Linked DNA regions of Rattus norvegicus: region 1 is linked to region 2. Evidence: chromatin contacts called from public Hi-C data. All regions are on one chromosome and are shown on one strand. The core of a region is the stretch at or near the end of the contact, and the rest is flanking DNA. Distances in the headings are between cores, read along the strand shown.

Evidence for each region. Hi-C and Micro-C count contacts between places; a contact is called where the count stands out from the background.
Region 1: a Hi-C map of frontal cortex shows a contact between it and region 2, with 1.7 times the contacts expected there. The contact joins two enhancer-like sites. A contact is called at or near these places in 1 of 12 Hi-C or Micro-C datasets (frontal cortex) and 1 of 1 datasets of contacts at active chromatin or transcription factors (oligodendrocytes).

The regions. Positions count from the first base shown.
Region 1 is chr9:91,177,006-91,183,990 of GRCr8, reverse strand. All of the region lies in intron 6 of Rhbdd1 (rhomboid domain containing 1), which reads right to left. Among named protein-coding and RNA genes, the nearest start is that of Rhbdd1, 79 kb to the right of the region's middle. Within about 2 kb of position 4,145, at least 7 of the 93 cell types and tissues checked have an H3K27ac peak or open chromatin away from gene starts, as enhancers often do.
Region 2 is chr9:90,380,017-90,386,992 of GRCr8, reverse strand. No RefSeq gene overlaps it. Among named protein-coding and RNA genes, the nearest start is that of Nyap2, 530 kb to the right of the region's middle. Within about 2 kb of position 2,267, at least 45 of the 93 cell types and tissues checked have an H3K27ac peak or open chromatin away from gene starts, as enhancers often do.

The sequences.
Region 1 (6,985 bases), core at 2,896-5,395, 800 kb before region 2:
TCATAGTTTAGATCCATCAAGGGAATAAAGTACTCTGGCAGCGCGCGCGCGCACGCACATACACACACACACACACACACACACACACACACACACACACACACACGTGTTATACTAATCTGAGCATTTCTTTTGTTAAGACCGAATGTTATTTCTATGTGTCCGAGGCTTTGTGAGTGTTTGGGTGCCACTTGCATGCAGGAGCATTAAATTACACATGGTTGTGGATCACCCAGTGAGTGCTGGGAACTGAACCTGGGTCCTTTGCAGGAGCAGTGAGCATTCCTAAGGACTGAGCCATCCCTCCAGCCCCAGATCTGGAATTTCTTAATTTAAATATGTTTACACTCAAGATCTCTGCTTACCTTTTCCTAGCCCTCCTACCTGATCTGGGAAGAATGTCAGACAGAAGGAAAGGAGAGACCAGGAAAAGCCTGGGTCACTCAGCCCTCACTGTGACAATGCCTGACATAGTAGTTCAGGGAACAGAGAGTTGCATTAGGATAGTCTGAATGTGGTCTGACTTGGGTTTGTTTTGTTTGTTTGTTTTCTTGCAAAGCACTGGGCTGACAAGACCTTAAGAACAGAGTATTCCATGAGTTTTAGAAATCTGCAAGGCCCCTTTCACACAATGGTTTTTGCCAGGAGAATTCATGGGCTTAGCCTGTGATCTCAAGTAGCTGCTGCTGTCCTGCCTGTTGGTGCCAGTTGAAGGGACCTGCCATGGACCGGATGCTTGTCCCTTCTCCTAGTCCAAATGATGAAGCCCTAACCTTTACTGTAGTGTATCTTCAGGTGAAGGCTTTTGTGGGGTATTAGATGAAGCCTCTACAATGGGGCTGGTGACCCTGTAAGGGGATGAGGAGGCCAGAGCTTATTGTCTGCCATAGGCACAATGGGGAGGTTATCATCTTAGGTAAGGGACCACCCTAGAGCTCAATCATGCTAGCTCTTGGAACTCAAACAGGGGAAGCCAGGAAGCCACGGATTTTGGAAATACAGTTCATTGTGTTATCTCATGAATTTGCCTGGGCCCTAGAGTTCTTGACACATTTAGGAGCAAGAAACAGACTGACAGATGACATGTCATACATACATATACATATGTATACATATACACATATACATACACACTCTTAAAGGCCTTAGATAGTCACGCTATACACTTTTCAAAGACCACAAGCCTGGGCAGTGTATAACTACACGCCCAGAGGTATTGAGATCAATGTATAATTATGGAGATAACCCCTGACCTGGGAAATTGTTTCTGACAGTCTCACTGGACCAGAGAAGCAAGGCTGTAGTTCAAATCCATCATTAAAGCTAAAAGCCCTCTGGGCATCCATCTCTTTCAGGTGCAACCCTGGCCATGTCAGTCAATCCCAGGCCTGGGCCAACGGCTCTAAGGAAGGACAGCCCAGGGTAGATCCAAGACAGAAAACAGCTTTCATCTTACAGACTCATTCTTTGCCAGGCCAAAGCAGCAAAGAAAGAAAAGCAAAGACGACAGGAGGTCAGGAAGCTGAAACCCAGCCAGAGGAGGCACTCTGGAGGAAGGGTGACGTTTACAACTCTGGAGTGGCAAGACCTGGCAGATAACTTGGAAGGTGAGGACAGTCCAACCCTGTTTCCTACCCAAATGGATAAGCTGTGAGCTATGTAGCCTGAGAGGCCCTCTGGAGAAACACACGAACGAACAGAAGCCTTGTCCTTGGTCTCTAGAGCCCTGGCACTCTATGTGGGTCAGTCAGCCCAGACGGTGATGGCCGAAGCCAGTTCTAGGATGTGATAAACTATCCTAGAAGAAGCATATGTTTCTGAGTGTGATGGCATTGAATCTAACCCTGAGTCTAATTCCCACTTTCTGTGTGGTCTTCTAGGTCTGATAAACTCATTCCTACCCAGAATTCTGACCTTGTGAGCAATAAGACTTGTGCATCTGTGTGCATCTCTATGCATGCATGTTCTTGCATGCACTTGTGTTTGCATGCAGGTGTTCTACATGCGTGTCTTCACTAACTTACATAAGAAGAGGCTGCCCTGAGACTAAAGGCACCTTCAACAAACAAATCCTCCCAGGGGTGTCTCAGGGACATTTAAATGCTCTTAAAATAGCCTGCTTCTAATAGCCTCAGACTGGTGAGAATTAATCTCAGAAGTGATTCTGAGGTGTTCTGTATGATTGGGATAGCAAACAATGCAAGGGAGTTACTCCTAAACACCTACTCATCATGATTAGAAAAGTACAGAGTACATTATGAACAGAAAGGGAAGACACAGAACTTAAGATGCTGAACCAGACTCATCCTGGACAGCTGAAAGGGTAGAAGAAGAGAAGAAAAATTACCTCTAAGCAGTTTTGGAAACACATGTGGTTTGCCCTATAAAAGGCCAGGACTGGGAGGCCTCTCTACTGTTTCAAGAAAAAAAAGAAAGATTTGATAACATTTGATGGCACATGCTTAACCTCAGGAGAAACAGAGGTTAAAGGTCAGCCTTGGCTACACAGAAAGCCCCAGGCCACCCTGGTTTACATTATGATTCTATCTAAAAGTAAAGATAGAACACTGGAGAGTGTGGAAAGGAGATTCTGTGAGTGGGATCTAGGACATCATCAACATTACAGAATTTCAGGACAGGAAAGAGGACATGGTTTTCCTAAGAGCTGAGAGTTTGGCCCTGCCCTAATCCCCTCGGCAATCTGTTCCGGCTGCATGGCTGTCTTGTTTTGTTCTTCGAGTCATTTCATCCAGCAGAATCCAAATGTCACCTCCAAACCTGAAGTAATAAGCACTGGAACTTGCTCTGTGGCTTCTTAGCTGTGGTGCGGACCCACACGGTGAGTGTGGAGAGACAGCTGAGTTTGAGCGAGGGCTTTCCTTTGCTCTCAGACAAGTTCTTGGTACTGGTCCTCGACTTTCTTATTTGTACAATGGAGAAATCTAGGAAACGCACAAGTGCATTCTAAAGACCCAGTGAATTAAAGGAGTCTAGCACCCAACCTGAAGGAAACTCGTGAGTGAGTCTGTTTCTCTGGTAACTCCCTTCCATTTGTTTTCTCTCTCCCTCCCTCCTTCCCCCTCTAGGTCTCTTTTTTTTCTGTCTCTTTGTTTCTTTGTTTGTCTCTGTCTCTGTCTCTGTCTCTCTCACACACACATACACATACACACACATGCACCTCCACCATTCATCCAGTCATACAAGCCAACGTCTGCCACACCCTTGATACACCCTCTACCTCAGCATCCTCCCATCCTACCCCTGTGACTTTCACACACATGGTCTCACAGTCCTCATACAGCCTCAGGTCTCAGCCCACTGTTCTGCTGCTTTCAAACCATGAGCATAAGGCTCCCTTGCCCGAAACTTTCCCCACTCGGACCGGTGGAGTGCTAGGAGGGAGCCTGGAGAAGAGAGAGGCAATCGGTACAGAGAAAGTTTGGGTTAAAGAAAGAAAACAAGGAGGCCAGGCAAGGTGGTGATACCTTTCATACCTGCGCTTGGGAGGGATCTAGGGCAGCCTGGACTACAACTTTGTGACCAAGTTCTAGGACATAGCGAGGCCTTTCTTCAAGAAAGAAAGCACAAGAAAACAAGAACAAAATTGATTTTTTTTTTCTGTAAATGCACCATTTCCCAGCATTTCTTGGATCTGAAGACAGCCGGGTAAGGGCATCTGACTTGGCTGAAGGCCCACACCTGTTTTCAAGATAGCTCTCTTAGGGCACAAAGACTAAGGGCAGTAAAGCCCCAGTGAGGAGCTCTGCCAACATGACTGATGTAAATGGAATGTGAGCCTATGAGTCATTTGTAGCTTTAAATACTATAGAGGAAAGAATTTGTAAAACATGCCCAAACAGCCTGGCTTTGATGTGGTGAACTCTTTTAAAACCACATTGTTCAAATTGATGCTAAAATGCGAAGTCCTCATGCTTACAATGGTGTTATTGCAGGAGCACAGAAAAAAAAAATGTTAACTTTAAAGGCAAGACATAAACTTCAGAACAATGGGGTGGTTCCCAGCACTAATTCACGAGCTGCTAAACCTCAAGAGGCTAGCAATGGATGTCTTGGCCTGATTGGGGAGCAGCTCTTTATATATATTTGATCTTGTTAATTATGCTGTAGGGCTAGGGCAATGTCTCAAGGGTCACCATTGCTCCTGGGGCAGGCTACAAATTACACATAATGCACTGCTCTGTAACTGACATGCTGTGAGCCCGGCTAGCCTTTCCAACACAAAACACCTACACCCCAGTCGTTTTATTATAAAAGACAGAAGGGGACTCTTTGGGATTATAAACATCTGAAAACAACATTGTCATGAATTCCAGTCGGTTATTTTGGACACACAGGGGATGCGTACAGCTGAAGAACAGAGCAAGCACACTTCCATTCTTGTTTACAGAGGAGGAGGCTGAGGCAATCACAAAGCCAAGATCACACCGAGTACAAGAGAAAATGAACAGAATCAGCTGCAGGCAGAGTCCAGACCCCAGGGATGTAAGGCCCAGTGACAGTCCTTGACCCCTGTAGCTCGGCTACCTCATCCCGAATGCAAAGGGCACAACTTTAGAGCCTCAGAGAGCCAGGAGGCAGACTTGCCACAGCCTGATGGTTCCAGGACCCCATGCCTTGTACCAAGCACCAGGCCTCCCGCTGTGACCTTGTTTGAGGTCTTAGAAGAAGAGGTGGATCTTCCAGAGGACAGGTGGGGCACACTAAAATGAAGCCTCGGAGTGAGACAGAGCAGAACAGCAGAATCATGGTTGAGGAGTAGCAACACCTTCATGCCCCGGGGCCCAGGGGCCTACATGCTAGATGCTTGTGATGGGCCCGACTTTGTCCTTTTGCCCGCAGTACTGACAGCTCCCCCTAGGCACAAGTGGATACTTCTTCCCACTCCCTTCCCTTCCAAACAGACAACGGCCCCGTGTGTGAGTCCAGCGGGTTGCTTTTTGTCCTCTTAGACAAATGGAAGTTGTAGAAGAAATTAAGTCGGAAGGAGCATTGAACTCCAGAGAGCTCGTCAGTGTCCGCTCCAGTGCATGAGGACGAAGAGGGAAAGGCAGAAGGGAGTATGAGGTGGTCAAGGGTCATAAATCTTGATAATTTATTAAAATGGTCACAGCACTGGACAGTGCCTTTAATGCTGCTGGATGTCAGAACAGCTCAAGCTTGTGTCAGCAAAGTCACCCAGTAGGCAGGCTCGCATGCTCGTCCTTCCCTGTCTGGCGTACCTACCCTCAGGGGTGGGGGAGGGCACTCTAGGTTTAAGTATAACCAGGGGATAGAGATGAGGCAAGAGGCAGGGGATCTGAGGGAAGATGAACAGCGCTGTAATCACACTTCAGGAGAACACCATCCGAGGCTCTATGACCCATGCACTATTAGGTGCATCTATAGCTTTTGGAGCTCAGTAAAGCAGAGGGGCCACCCAGGATCACCTCTGTCTTACAGACGATAAAGTGGAGGCAGAAGTTAACGAACATAGCCAGCTCTGACAGTGTCTGAAGTGAAACCAGCTCCCCGAGTCAAGCACCCATCCCTGCCACCTCTCAGCCAGGATTCAAGAGAAGGGGTCCCTAAGGGGTCTTGCTCAGGTAACCCATAACCTGTTAGAACAGAGGTCAGATTACAGATGCTCAAAAGTGTGGATGGCAGCAGTTAACCTTCCACCAAACAAGCTTTACTGATTTCTCTCTTCCTCTGGTTCACAGGAGCAAAAGGCCTAGGTAATCCCAGACTAAATTTCAGTCTGTTAATTGATAGCAAAGCATGCTTAGAGCTGCAAACACAACATTTGGGAGGCCCAGAATCCTAATCACTTAAATCCATGCAGTCATACTGTGTGCAAAGGATCTGTGGACGAAGAATGCACTGGCCATACCTCCAGGCTGCAAATCTGGGCAAGAAAGTGGCCTTGAGAGAATTCTGTGAGGCAAGCCAGGGCTCCAGACCTTCTGTTGCTTCAAATAGACTGGCCCTTCTGCCACAGGTAGGCCAGACGTGCCAAATGGGAATTCCTAGGGGTGGACAGCTAGTTGGGTAAAAAGGCAAAGCCACAGGCTCAGGCTGACTATGATTACTTATTGGGTCTACAGTTGTCCACCCAAGCTCAGAGAGACACTGCAAGGTAGTACGATGCTCAGTTCTGCAGTGAGAGAAGCGGCTCAGAGCTCATCCCATTGGGGTGCTACTCATTTACATGGCAAAAATGAATGCCAACCAAAGGCCCGGCCTTTGCGAGAAGGGAAATCTCTGCAAGAAAACAACTCGGACAATGCGAAGTCCCTGCTGATGGGGGTGACGCATGGAGAGTGGGTGTGAGAGGTCATGTCCCAGAAACCAGTCTCTGAGAACACTCCTGGGGCGCTGGAGCTTCGAGCTTAGTAACTGAGCGCTAATCTTCAAATGGGAGACAGGCTTGAGTTAACGTCAAAGCAAAGGAGAGGGTGAAACAGAGAGAGAACAAGAACAACGTCACCACCCTCCGAGAGTGGAGCCCGGCCTCTCCCCTGCCACTCACCCACAATGGCCACCAGCAACTCTAGCCAAGAAAAGGTCTCAGCGATGCTCTAGGGTAACGGCTGCCTCCTAGTGATTCCAGGGAAACCTCGCTCTCTCCCTGGGGGAGAGGGAGTGCACTTTGGGATCCCTGTCACTGATTAAATGGTCTAGATGAGTTTATAAAAAGATCATCTGAGGGTCGTTTTATGAACACACACACTCACACATACACAATACACACACACACACACACACACACACTCACACACACTTATGTGCTATGTAACACTGCAGTCAGTGATAGACAACACGTATGACACCAGTCCCTTAAGATTACATTATCTACTAGAAGAGCCCGACCCAGTGAGACCAGAGACTGTCCATCCTTCTCCAGGGAACAAGCCTGTCTTACTTGTGTGGTACCACTACTAAAGATACACGGGATGACCAAATCCCAAAGAATTTTTGTGAAGGG
Region 2 (6,976 bases), core at 1,018-3,517:
CAGGGTCATAAGCTCTTCTACCTTTCACCAGCTGCAGCATTCAGGAGAGTTGGCCCTGGTAGATGGGGTGCAAATAAGTGGACCCTAAGTTCAAAGAATGGGATAGCTGGCCACACTACTCTTCTGAGGTGATGTGGGTCTGAGGGTTATGCCCTCTTTTCTCCCCATAGTTGGGAGCTCCCCACCAACTCCAGTGCGTGAGAATGGGAGAGCTAACCCTGGCCCCTCACTGGAAATAGCACTCTGGAAAGCTGACCTAGTAGCACTGAAACAAGTCAGCCCCAAAGGTGACCGTGTTCCTGCTGAGGGCAGTATTGGGTATTGGGTGGCCTAGCCAGAGCAGTGCTGAAGAGCTTGCCCTGGTGGTGTGGATATGGGAGAGATAGCCCATGATCTGACCAGCTCTGCTCTCCCCAGGTCAGGAGATCCAGGCCTCTGAGATGGCCCATCTCAAAATGTGTATCATCTGTGAATGGTTGGGGCATGTGAAAGGGCCGGTCCTGCTGTTCCAAAACTGCAGGATCTCCATGACACAGGACAACGTCAGGATAGCTGGGAGGAGAACCAATGAGGATCCAGTATTGATGGTCTCACAGAAGCAATGGATCTTGAATCAGACCACTGGCTCATCGAAATGGACATTTGCAAGTGAGGAGGTGTGGACGGAGGGATGTATTGTGGAACACACTGTGACATACCACAGCTCCCACAATGAGATATTTTCTAGGCTTTTGTTGTTGTTGTTGTTGTTGTTGTTGTTGTTGTTGTTGTTTGTGTGAGTTCATTGGGGGTAGGTTGCAAGGGTGAGTGGTGAATATGGGGGGGGGCAGGGAGATGAGGTGGACTGGGGTCCATGATGTGAAACTCACAAAGAATCAATAAAAATTTTTAAAACATGATGAGAGTAATGCGTTTTAAATGCGCATCGATATTACATCTCTGTAAATATCTTAGAATCACAGAATCGAACAAGATGAATTTATCATTATCTCAAGGGTTTCTAAATCCGTGTTGTTTTTAAGAGTAGACAAGAACATTTGTATGTTAAACGGGCGATGATGACTAACTGCCCTTCTGTAGTTTTCTCAATTACCTATTAGCATTACCTTGGCAATCAGACTCAGTCTCATTCTCATCAAACTAAATGTTGTTTGGGGTGTAGACTTCTCAGACATAAAAGTCCACCATCATCTTGAATTTTCACACCCAAGAAAACATGAAGTCTGGAGACACTGGAATGAGGTGAGGTATCCTAGTGTGCTATCAGTCATGAAAGTTTGTGCAAATTCAATGTCATTTTAATTACAAGTGAGTGGAAGTTACTTCCCACAAGCTGTTTTCAGAATCAATCAGATTTATTACATTCCGAGACTAGTATGAGCTTATCTGTAAAAGACCATCATATGCATCCCTTCATGACAAAGCCTTTAAAGGAAAAATGGATTCTCATTATTTTGTTAGTATGTTGTGTGTCAGAGAAAGGGATGCTGTGAGAAAATGAAAGTTCTCTGGCATAGAGCATCCCTGAATCAGAGTACCCACTGCAGGCTTCCCAAGCCTCCCGACCCCTTTGCTTTCAGACAGACGCTTTGCAGAGACACAAAAAACTAAGGGTCCCTTTTGGCTTTGATTTCTCTGTACCAGGATGCCTTAGTGGGGATACAATGTCCTAACGAACACGGAACTTTCACGGAGGTGGGGAGTGGGGTGGGGATGGTTGAGGACCTGCTCTCTGTTCTCTCTTTGCATTCTAGGGATGCAATCTAAACCACCCCTGAAGGGATCGCAGTGACATCTCGCTGAAGTCCCCCTAAGCTGCACATCTGGGAAAGTCCTCTCAAGACCCAAGGATCTTTCTAACAGAAGAATGCTCCTACAGCTGGCATCCTCCAGGAAAAGCTGGTGTGTCATTTCAGTATTGAGGACCCGAGGACCCAGGCTCTGAGGATGTGACTATTTCAGGAGCAAAGGCGCCCCCAGTTTTCGGCTTTCCCCTCTCAGAGGCTGTCAGCTCCCATAGCCTCTTCATTCCTTCCTTCTGTCTAGACCCAGGGAAAGGGAGAACCCAGATTCCAATCTTTTCCCGGGAGCCTGCAGCAGCCTCTAAGAATACAGTACACTAGGTAAAGCGTTTTGTTTGCTTCATTTCTCCCAGTTCAGTTAGGTCGTTCGGTCATCATCATGGTGCACTGGTATTTTCTAAAGAACTGCCCGCTCCCAACAACACTCTCTTTCTTCCCACTGGAAACAGAAACACGTCCTCTGCAGGAATTTTCCACTTAGCAGCCCTCGCTTCCCTGGCTGTGGCCTCACACCAGCCTGCAATGCTGTATTTATTTCCACTGCAGTTTGTCGGTTTTCTTTCCTTTTTTTTTTAATCCAGCACAATGAGTGGTATTCAGTCATTTTAAAGCCACTCAACCCCCTCCTACATCTTAGCTCTCTTTTTAAAATAATGCATACTTTCGAGCAATGTCAGGGAGAGCCAGAAGCTTTTAAGCGACATTACAGTTAATTAGTTATGTCGCCATCACAGAATCATCAGCATTCTGGTCATCAACCTTCCCCTCTTCTCCCCTCCCCTCCCCTCCCCATCCTACCCCATAATTTTCTCATCCCAGACCCCTTTCCTGTCCTGTAAACACATTAAAGACAAACCTCACGGTCCATATACTTTTCTCCCAATTGTTTACCTTCGCAAATTATTTCCTTTGAGCAATATTTACAAACTATACAACAGGCCTGACGCGATGATAAGAGAGGAGACAGATTGCTTATAATCTCCGCAATAAACCAGGAGCAGAGCTTGCAAATGTGTTCTCTGCCCTGACTGCTGGCATCAGCAAAGGCTTGCAGCTGAGCCCGATCTCAGCGCCACTCCCCACATCTCAAAAGCTGACTGCAGAGCTGGGGGCCCTAATGCCAACCCAGGGAGTCCTCCGGGGCAATCCCAAGTCTCTAGTGAATGCAGGGAAACGGGGGCATTTTAGGGGAGATCAGCCACTGGGTGAGGTACAGGGAAATGGTGCTAGCCGCCTCAGATGAAGACCTGAGGACCAGTGACCACAAAAGCCTGCAGTGCGGAGCTCTGCGGAGCCCGCGACAGGCAGAAGGAGGAGGAGCCAGGAGGAGCCTCCCCCGTCTGGCAGGGTGGTAGCTTCTCAGACAGTCTGGCCCAGGGGGTCACAGGAGCACAGCAGAGTGTCTGTAGAAGGAACTAGAATTTCGAAGATATAGAGGGGGTGGGGGGGAGTTTGTTCAAGCTGGGAGGGCGGGCCCCAGGGGGCGTATGCAACAAAAGAAGAAATAGATTGCAGCCTTGCAGGACACCTAGGGTATTTCTTTCAGGGGGCATTACTTCCACTTTTAGGCAGGAACAAGAGCTGGAAGCCAAACAGCAGCACAAGCTGACAGCTCCGAGGTGATCAAAGGGGACAGACTGAATGTCTTGCTCTGCGAGCTATTTATTACAAAGAGAGGGGTGCTCCTGGCCACGCTGAAGGGGAGAGGGATTAAGATCAAATAGAAAGACACCGGCCTGGGCCTGACTCCTTTATGTAGGAGAAGGAAACGGGCATGGCACGTACATTTTAATATATGGATATTTAAGTGTACTTGTACTTGAAGAATGGTATTCCATACAAGTTTACTTCTTCCCATGGACGACAACACACACACACACACACACACACACACACACACTTCTGTGATTTGGGGGAGAATCTGACTTTTTTCTAAGGGCGTCAGAGCAAGGTGTGAAAGCACCCTTCCTTATTTAGACAGGAGATACCAGCAGACCTGTAAGTGGGTCCTCCTTAACACATGGGCAGAACTCTATACATACCTTACAAGCTCCAGCATGAGGGATGGTCCCATAGCAAAGGCATAGGAAGCAGAAGGGAGTCTGCCTGGGCATTGGGCACAGTCTCTAGAAACACATTGCAACTAGATAGAAAGTCTTGCCTGAAGTGGAACACACTTTTGTACATGGTAACGTGTACATACGTGTTTGCCTTTTTCCACTAAAAGTTGACAAGGTGAAGCAATTCAACAGTTTCAAACAGACTAGCTCTTGCCCAAATTCAATGTAAAACATGACATCTCCCAGGAGCTCCCACTTGCTCCAAATTATTCCGTTCCCCAGGAGTCATTTTTATGCTACCATCATCTGTGCCTTATATGTATTTTCACACGCATATATGTTTTTAAACATCTTAATTTCATATATATTTCTGTAACTTGATTTTTATGTATTTATGAGACAGAAAATTTTTGTATCCGAGCCTATAAATCTGTGTAATTCTTCGCACAGCTACACAGTATTTTGTGATTTCTAGGTTTTATTAATATTGTAAGTCATGCTGGAACTGATACTTAGGTATTTTTAGCATGCACATTGGTGCTCTATGAAGGCCACACGCACTGGAATCAGCGCAGCATAACATTGTTAACTTAATAGGATACCAGCAAAACACTTTTCAGAAGGACCAAGACACAACTTGCATGTGACTAGACTTTTTCATTCATGGTCTCTCAAATAGGTCTAGAAAAATGGCTCCGTGGGTTAGAGTACAGTCTGCTCCTCCAGGTCAGGACCCAGGTTTAGTTCCTAGTACTCAGCTGATGACTAAACAGCTTTTAACTCCTGTTCCAGGGGAGCTGGTACCCTCTTCTGGCCTCTGTGGGCACTACATGTACATGGTACACAGCTATAAATGCAGACAGAGCAGCCACAAACTTAAACAAAAATAAATCTCAAAAATGATTAACAATGCACTGCCATTATTTCAACAACAACAACAACAACAAAAAAAAAAAATCCCAGGTTGCTTTCAGATTTTTTCTGATTACTATTGTGTTAAAAAAATCTTACTTATTTGATCATCATGTGTGTGTGTGTGTGTGTGTGTGTGTGTGTGTGTGTGTGTGAGAGAGAGAGAGAGAGAGAGAGAGAGAGAGAGAGAGAGTTTGAGGGTTTTCTGTTCACACACTTGTCCCTTTCACTCAGTATGTTACGTGGTGTATTTCTCAGCTGCGTTCCTTCTTTAACTGCTTGGGTACTGAAGGTTGACTTCTCTCAGTTCAATGTTTCTCTATTTCCCTCATTTGGTGAAAAGCTACTTAATCCAAGACATGCTCTCTCCTCAGAGTAGCTAATGATCACTGATTATTTGGGATGTATATAAACACATATCTAATATTTTCCACAGACGTTCTGAATTTTCATTTACTTCCTCAGCTGAGAGAGATAAGCTATTGCTACTAACATCAGATAAGCTTTTGCTTTTCCTATTGTACCAGGGTATTCTATTACAGGAGAATAAGTTGAGTCCAGGTGGAAAAATAAAAGATAAAATATCTAACATTCAGTGTATAAAAACAAGACATAAATGAAAGATAAAAAACACATGCATTTTTTTATAAAATTTGCACTGCATGTATTCTTAGAAAATCATTTTAATTTACTTAAAAGGTACTTTTGCATTTTATTCTATACATTTTAAATCATTGCATATGTAAAGCACACATTTACTGTAATATACATTAAGCATGCATTACATATGTACACTTGAACATATGTGTGAGTATATATACATGTTATATATCTGATAGATCAGCATTTTCATACATAATAATATACATGTTGTTCTAATCTGTTCTTAAATTAGGTCTCTACAAAAAGCTGCTTAGGTTATCTGTTATGATAAATTTATGCAACATGGGCTTCTTCAAATAAATCTGAACTCTTGTTTCCATCACTGTTTCTAAAATAATTCACAACTTGTGAATATTAAAGGGGCAAGTGAGTGCTATCTCGGTATCTTTTTTCCATAATGTAATGCCTTCTTTAATATACCACTTTGTAAATGTCGATTTTAATGTATCTATCTTGAGTTGTCCATATGGATATAAGTAAGTTAGTTTAGACCTTTATTCATGGAACAAAAGTGCTCGAAGCATAAAGAGTTGTCAGTTGTTATCTACAAAATGCCTTTCTGTTGTTCTTATTGTGGAACTGATGGATTTGGGGTTGTTTCTTTACCCTCTGAAAAGGTATAATTGTCCTTTGAAAAAAACTAATGAAATCTGTTCATGTTTCTTGGAGAACAGAAATCTATTCCAGGACATGGCAAATATATTCTCTCCTTTTTCTCCCTTTTGTTTTTGCTTTTTTTCCCCCCACAGAAAACATGAAGGTAAAATCGCAACCATACTTTGCACAGAGGATGCTACTGGAATTTTGTCCCTATTTTTCCTGCAACTCCAGGCCATGCCCAATACAGTTTACCAGTCAAGGTTCATATGTGTGGGTAAACGGTGGAAGTAACATTGGACATTGAACTGCCTGAGGATCCAGCTATACCTCTCTTGGGGATATACCCAAAAGATGCCCCAACATATAAAAAAGACACGTGCTCCACTATGTTCATCGCAGCCTTATTTATAATAGCCAGAAGCTGGAAAGAACCCAGATGCCCTTCAACAGAGGAATGGATACAGAAAATGTGGTACATATACACAATGGAATATTACTCAGCTATCAAAAACAACGGCTTTATGAAATTCGTAGGCAAATGGTTGGAACTGGAAAATATCATCCTGAGTGAGCTAACCCAATCACAGAAAGACATACATAGTATGCACTCACTGATAAGTGGCTTTTAGCCCAAATGCTTGAATTACCCTAGATGCCTAGAACAAATGAAACTCAAGACGGATGATCAAAATGTGAATGCTTCACTCCTTCTCTAAAAGGGGAACAAGAATACCCTTGGCAGGGAAGAGAGAGGCAAAGATTAAAACAGAGACTGAAGGAACACCCATTCAGAGCCTGCCCCACATGTGGCCCATACATATACAGCCATCCAATTAGACAAGATGGATGAAGCAAAGAAGTGCAGACTGACAGGAGCCGGATGTAGATCTCTCCTGAGAGACACAGCCAGAATACAGCAAATACAGGGGCGAATGCCAG